Regions from separate parts of the Mus musculus genome. Here region 2 is linked to region 1. A link is a contact called in public Hi-C data. All regions are on one chromosome and are shown on one strand. Each heading gives the region's core, a stretch centred on a gene start, on an enhancer-like site or on the middle of the called end of the contact. The rest is flanking DNA. Distances are from core to core; before and after follow the strand shown.

What was found. Hi-C and Micro-C count contacts between places; a contact is called where the count stands out from the background.
Region 2: a contact with region 1 is called in a Hi-C map of cerebellar granule neurons, with 3 times the contacts expected there. The contact joins two enhancer-like sites. A contact is called at or near these places in 6 of 484 Hi-C or Micro-C datasets (brain, cerebellar granule neurons, cerebellum and 1 more) and 3 of 115 datasets of contacts at active chromatin or transcription factors (SST interneurons, embryonic stem cells and fibro-adipogenic progenitors).

What each region holds. Positions count from the first base shown.
Region 1 is chr9:28,404,725-28,407,424 of GRCm38.p6, reverse strand. All of the region lies in intron 2 of Opcml (opioid binding protein/cell adhesion molecule-like), which reads right to left. Among named protein-coding and RNA genes, the nearest start is that of Gm39313, 9.9 kb to the right of the region's middle. Within about 2 kb of position 1,379, at least 6 of the 459 cell types and tissues checked have an H3K27ac peak or open chromatin away from gene starts, as enhancers often do. A contact at or near this core is called in cerebellar granule neurons, where this site is marked.
Region 2 is chr9:28,617,324-28,620,023 of GRCm38.p6, reverse strand. The region is part of intron 2 of Opcml (opioid binding protein/cell adhesion molecule-like); the gene reads right to left. Among named protein-coding and RNA genes, the nearest start is that of Gm39313, 220 kb to the right of the region's middle. Within about 2 kb of position 1,328, at least 6 of the 459 cell types and tissues checked have an H3K27ac peak or open chromatin away from gene starts, as enhancers often do. A contact at or near this core is called in cerebellar granule neurons, where this site is marked.

The DNA of each region.
Region 1 (2,700 bases), core at 130-2,629:
TAAAGAATAGCACCTCCATTTTCCATATCATCTCTCTTCGAAAAGGCAAAATAACTCAGTATTAAAATAATTATTTTTACTTTCCAAGCAGCCCTATGAATAGTTACAGGGATGATAATATGGCCTCATTTATATAAAATGAGTTTTTATCTATACTGAAAACTTCAGTCTTCTGTAGCATGCTGTAGCACGTCACTTCCTAAGGTCTCTCAGCACAATCAAGGGCCTGTCAAAACAAAACTGATCTCCCACAGGAAGCAATTGTCCTCTCTGAGCTGGGGAAATTTTCACAGGGAATTGAGTGTGTACACAAGCTTAGGATATCTTGGCTTTACCTTCTGGTCTCTGCTCCTTGCCTGACTTTGTTCAGGATTTAGGAACTAAGAGGTCATGTGACCTGGAACAGACACCTTCAAGGGGGTTTACTAATTCTGATAGGTGTATCATTTAACTCGTTGATACATTCGGAACACTAACTTCCCAAGAAATAAACCCCTAATGAACTCTTTCAAGGAGTCATAAAAGTCATTTTACATAGAGCTATAAGGCTATAGGAAAATCTATAAGGCTATAGCACTACTCTTATCTAGCATGCATAAGGCCTTGAGTTTGATCCCCAGTATTGCAAAAAATGAAGAGGTAAAATGAATTGTAAGTTTTAGAAAACAAAAATACTACCAAAAACCATATGATAGATTTCCCTGAGGCCAAGACTGTGGGTTTCCCCTTACTGAGAACATGGCCTCTCAGTGAAACAACTGAGTACCTCGTCTTACTGATAAGAAAGGAACACAGCTCATAGAACAGATTAGTAGACAAGGAAAAAGAGAGAGGTTGAAAGCTGAGCTGCAGAAATCTGCATGGACTGTTTATGTTCTTTCAAGAAATGTTGAGGTAGTAGCAAGCTATTTTAGCATAGAGAATAGTAAGAATTAATGATGGTGGGAAGAAGTGAAGGAGACCATAGGTAACAAGAAAAGAGTGTCCGGTGGAGGCACCTTGTAAGATTAGAGCAATGGAAGAGAAGATTACACGAGGTAAAATCTGTAGAGGAGATCCAGAGAGTAATAGGTGGGCACAGGGATAGGTTTGTCTATAGCAGGGGAAAGGGGCAGAAGAGAGAAGAGAGACAAAATCAACATGGCTTGTGCTGACTTTTAAAAGTCAGCTACCACAACGGTCAGGTAAGCAGCAGCAGTCATAGTTGAACATACACATTGTTGTTTCCACAAAGCATGAAAAGCAACCATTCAGCTTTTCCTTTTTTATTCCCCTTTCCCATTACCAAGCCCAGCTGTTAAACATTAGAATTGAAGATCATGAAAACAGGCCAGTAGCTAATAAGAGAGAGAGAGAGAGAGAGAGAGAGAGAGAGAGAGAGATTGAAGCTTGAAGCTCGCCCTCTGCTGGTAGAACTGTCTTACTGCACCCAGAAGGCAGAAGCTCAAGTTTCTAAGTTTTTTATTTAATTTTCAGGGACAGGAAGGAGGAGGACAGCAGAATTTGTAAATTTATTAGTGATATCCCCCTTGTTTATGAAACAATTCATTGCCTCTAACAAAAGACTGAAAGAACAAGAGGTATTTGGCAGTGTTGAAACTCTTTTGCCACTACTACTACTATCCACATTTCCTGGGTTCACATACACTGCGGTTAGATGCTTTTGGCACCTTTGAACCACCAGTCCCCTGCAAAAGTGAAGTCCCACAAATCATACCTCAAAGAGCAGACCTGGAACTTTCCTTGAAGCAACACAATAAGGATAAGGCACTCTCATCCACTACAAGCTAAGGGGTGCTCAAAAGATGAGAAGCACTTGTAACTCATGCTGTCTTTAGGACCATGCAGGTCAAGAAGACAGGACTTTGGGATCTTTCACTAGCTGAAAAGATGATTTACCTACGAACCTCCCAAGGCAGAAGGGATCCAAATTTAACCCTAGGGTTCATGTGAAAAGATTTCTTCCTCTGGGAGATATCTGTGTGTGTTGGAAGGACTCCACAAGGAAAAGCACAGAGAACAGGAAGAAGGAAATCCCACCCTCAATATCTCCTTGTAGAAGCCAGGCATTCTGGCTGCAGAATCTGGGTCAGAATATTTTATTTTCACTATAACCATCAAAGTCATAGGCAGGGCAAACACATTCACCCTGTGTACACTGAGACATACTTAAGCTGGGATGTCCCTGAATCTGTCTCCTAGGACCAGAACTGCCTCATTAAAGGGATAAAAGATGATATCTGCTGAGCTCGTGGAAAGTGGTGGCTGCATTTTTATTAAAGTCTCTGCTGCAGCAGGCCCAGTCCCCAAAGGTTCATATTCCAAGCATCTCCACCCCTCTGCCTGGAGCATGGAAGTGATTCTCTGTAACTCATTAAGCTAAAACAAAAAGCTTCCCTATTGTGCTTCTCACACAGGAATGATGTCGGTGCATAAAAGCTACATGCTTGCTCTTCTTGGTCCCAGCCCATAAAAACACAAAGGCCTCATAATTTGCATCAGGGCCCAAGTGCACCGCACAGGGTTAGACTGAGGGGCTGTGTCTTCCTAAGACTCATAAAAAGTCGTGCCCTGGCACAGGAAATCTAAAGCCTTCAATTGTGAAATAGCCCCAACACACGCTGCCATCACAGATGGTTAGCTGAGGGCGATCCTGTGTCATCACATCCTCCTGGCCTGGAAGAAAAATCCAAGGGTATT
Region 2 (2,700 bases), core at 79-2,578, 210 kb before region 1:
CTTGTCAGAGGCTTTGTTTTTCTTGAGGAGCATCTTTGTATCATAGCATTAGCATGGCATGCTATACAGCAATGGTTCTCAACCTGTAGGCTGCAACCCCTTTGGAGACCACATATCAGATATCCTGCATATCATATATGCTCACTATGATTCAAAACAGTAGTGAAATTATAGTTACAAAGTAGCAACAAAGTAATTTTATGGTTGAGGGTCACTACAACGTGAAAAATTATATTAAAGAATTATTGCATTAGGAAAGTTGTGAACCACTGACAGAGAGATTTCATTCTAAGTCATTGGAAGAGTGTGTTTGTGGACTTGGAGGCACTATTTTCTCTGCCACATATACCCCTTCACCCACTTCCTCTGGATGTGGCTTGGTCCTCTGCCTCTGCCTCTGCCATCTTAGAAGACCCCACTTTCCAATGGGCAGTAGAACAGCCACAACGTTGTTTATTATAATTCCTAGCACTATATATTGGCTTACATTATGATATCTACAACTTTTAAAATTGGGATAAATTCTTTTATGATTAAGAGTAGCATTTTCAAACCTTTTTTTATTGTAAAAGTAAAGAGCTAAATTAGGTTTCAAGTTGACTATTTAGACATATAAAATAAATTGCAGCATATTATAAATTCTGAAGCACTATAGGGGATGCTTTTAATTATTGCACATTGATGCATCTTCCTGATGAGAGAAAATCCTCTAAATGAGGCATCTGAGAGAACATAATCCCCCACTAGTAAATTTATGTCACCCTACTCCCCTAGCTTCTTTTCAAACAACCCTGGTGGCATACCTGGATGGAGCCCTATCTTTTTTTTTTTAACATTTATTTTATTTATATGAGTACACTGTAGCTGACCTCAGAAGCACCAGAAGTGGGCATCAGATCCATTACAGATGGTTGTGAGCCACCATGTTGTTGCTGGGAATTGAACTCAGAACCTCTGGAAGAATAGTCAGTGCTCTTAACCGCTGAGCCATCTATCCAGCCCTGATAGAACCCTATCTTTTGGCAGTCTTATGATCCATCTAAATGGGCTGAATATTCCTGTGCTCCCTATGGCCTGGGATATTAATGACCTCACTGTGCATGACAGCTAGTGGGAACCACATGAGAACCAGTTTAGTAACCAAAACTCCTGGGTCCTTATTTACTTTCCCTTAACCCAGGGCTTACTCTTTACCAACTGGCAAGAAGGGTGATAGAATGTGAAGAGGACAGAGTCTCAGTGAAAAGGAAGTCATCATCTACCAGACCAAAAATATCCTGTTTTCACTGTTCTGGGAAGATGACCATTTGGACATATGCCTCAGACTCCTTGCATGCTGTGGGAGGAAGTGAGAAGCCAAGACTCATGCTTCTGGCTCTGTATACTCAGCATCTTCCTAAGACAGGCAATTCTGTGGAGAAATTAGAGGTTCTTAGAGCAGAGCTCTAGACAAGACCCCGACTGGCAACTTCTGATAAGGCTCTGGTGTGTTCCTGGCCTGAACAAGGGGCTGGAAAGATCTCTAAAATACACCTTTCCATTCAGTCAGAGGCAGTGTCATTCTCCTTTGGAAGAACAGAAGGCTTTTGAATAAGACAGAGAACTAGACCATTATCCATGTGCTGTGAAGCCATGAATCCTGGCAAAGGGTTCGCTTGTACCTTTGCTTTGGCTGGTATTGGAAAAGGCACAGTAACATCTTGACCTCCAGAATTTGGAACTGTCTGGAAGAATGAGACAGTGACCAGAGGTCACATGCCACATGAACTCTGTTCCAAATGTAAGGGCTCATTTTTTCTTAGCTACAATGAAATTGTTCCTACTCTATTATTGCTACTATAAAAACAGTAATATGGCAGAGCTACAAACCGAAGGGTTGTTTGTATGTTCTGCCATATTTGCACCATAAGAGGACCCAGAAGGGCATCTGAGAAAACATAATCTCCTGTTCACTTCCACCTGGTAGGTTCTTTCTCATACCTTCAACCCTCAGATAAATAACCATCCCAACTCTAAATCTACCCATGGAGAGTCCAGAAGGGGCAGAGAGTGAGTCACCTGCTCAGAAATCAGTTCGAATGGAAATAAAATGCTGAAAATGTTGTCTCCTTCTAAACAAAGGTCTGTCAGGGCTCTCTTCCAACATCACCAGATGGTACTGAAGAAACAGGGTCCAGGTTCATACACAGATGAGCTCTCTTGGGGGAAGACAAATTCTAGCCAGGAATGGTCATTTGCCCTGTCATAGATACTTCTAGAAAGGTCTGAGTTGAGTCCATGCAATGACTACTGTGGTGAACACACTGAAACTGTCCAACCATCTAGATATATGACTCTCTATTCTCTCTGCATGTACTGAAGTGGAGGCATAGCTCAGAGTGAAGATGTGTATCACAGAACACAAATAACTTCACAGAATGAAGAGATGTCAATTCCTGAGTCTGCTAGATTTTATATGCCAACTTCAAGGGAATCCAGCCCATGAGAGAGACATTGATCAGCCCATGTTTTAGAGGAGCTGATGATCAAGTCCTGAGTCATATAAATAGTTTAAATATGCAATAGATGGCCTGTCTGGAGCCACCAGCTAGCCTGCCTTGGCCACGCCTTGAAGGGAGCTCTGACTATTCTCATGAGTAGTGGGTTTCCAATGTTTACTTTGTGCCCCAAAGTGATAGTTGCCCTTTGTGGATTCCACAT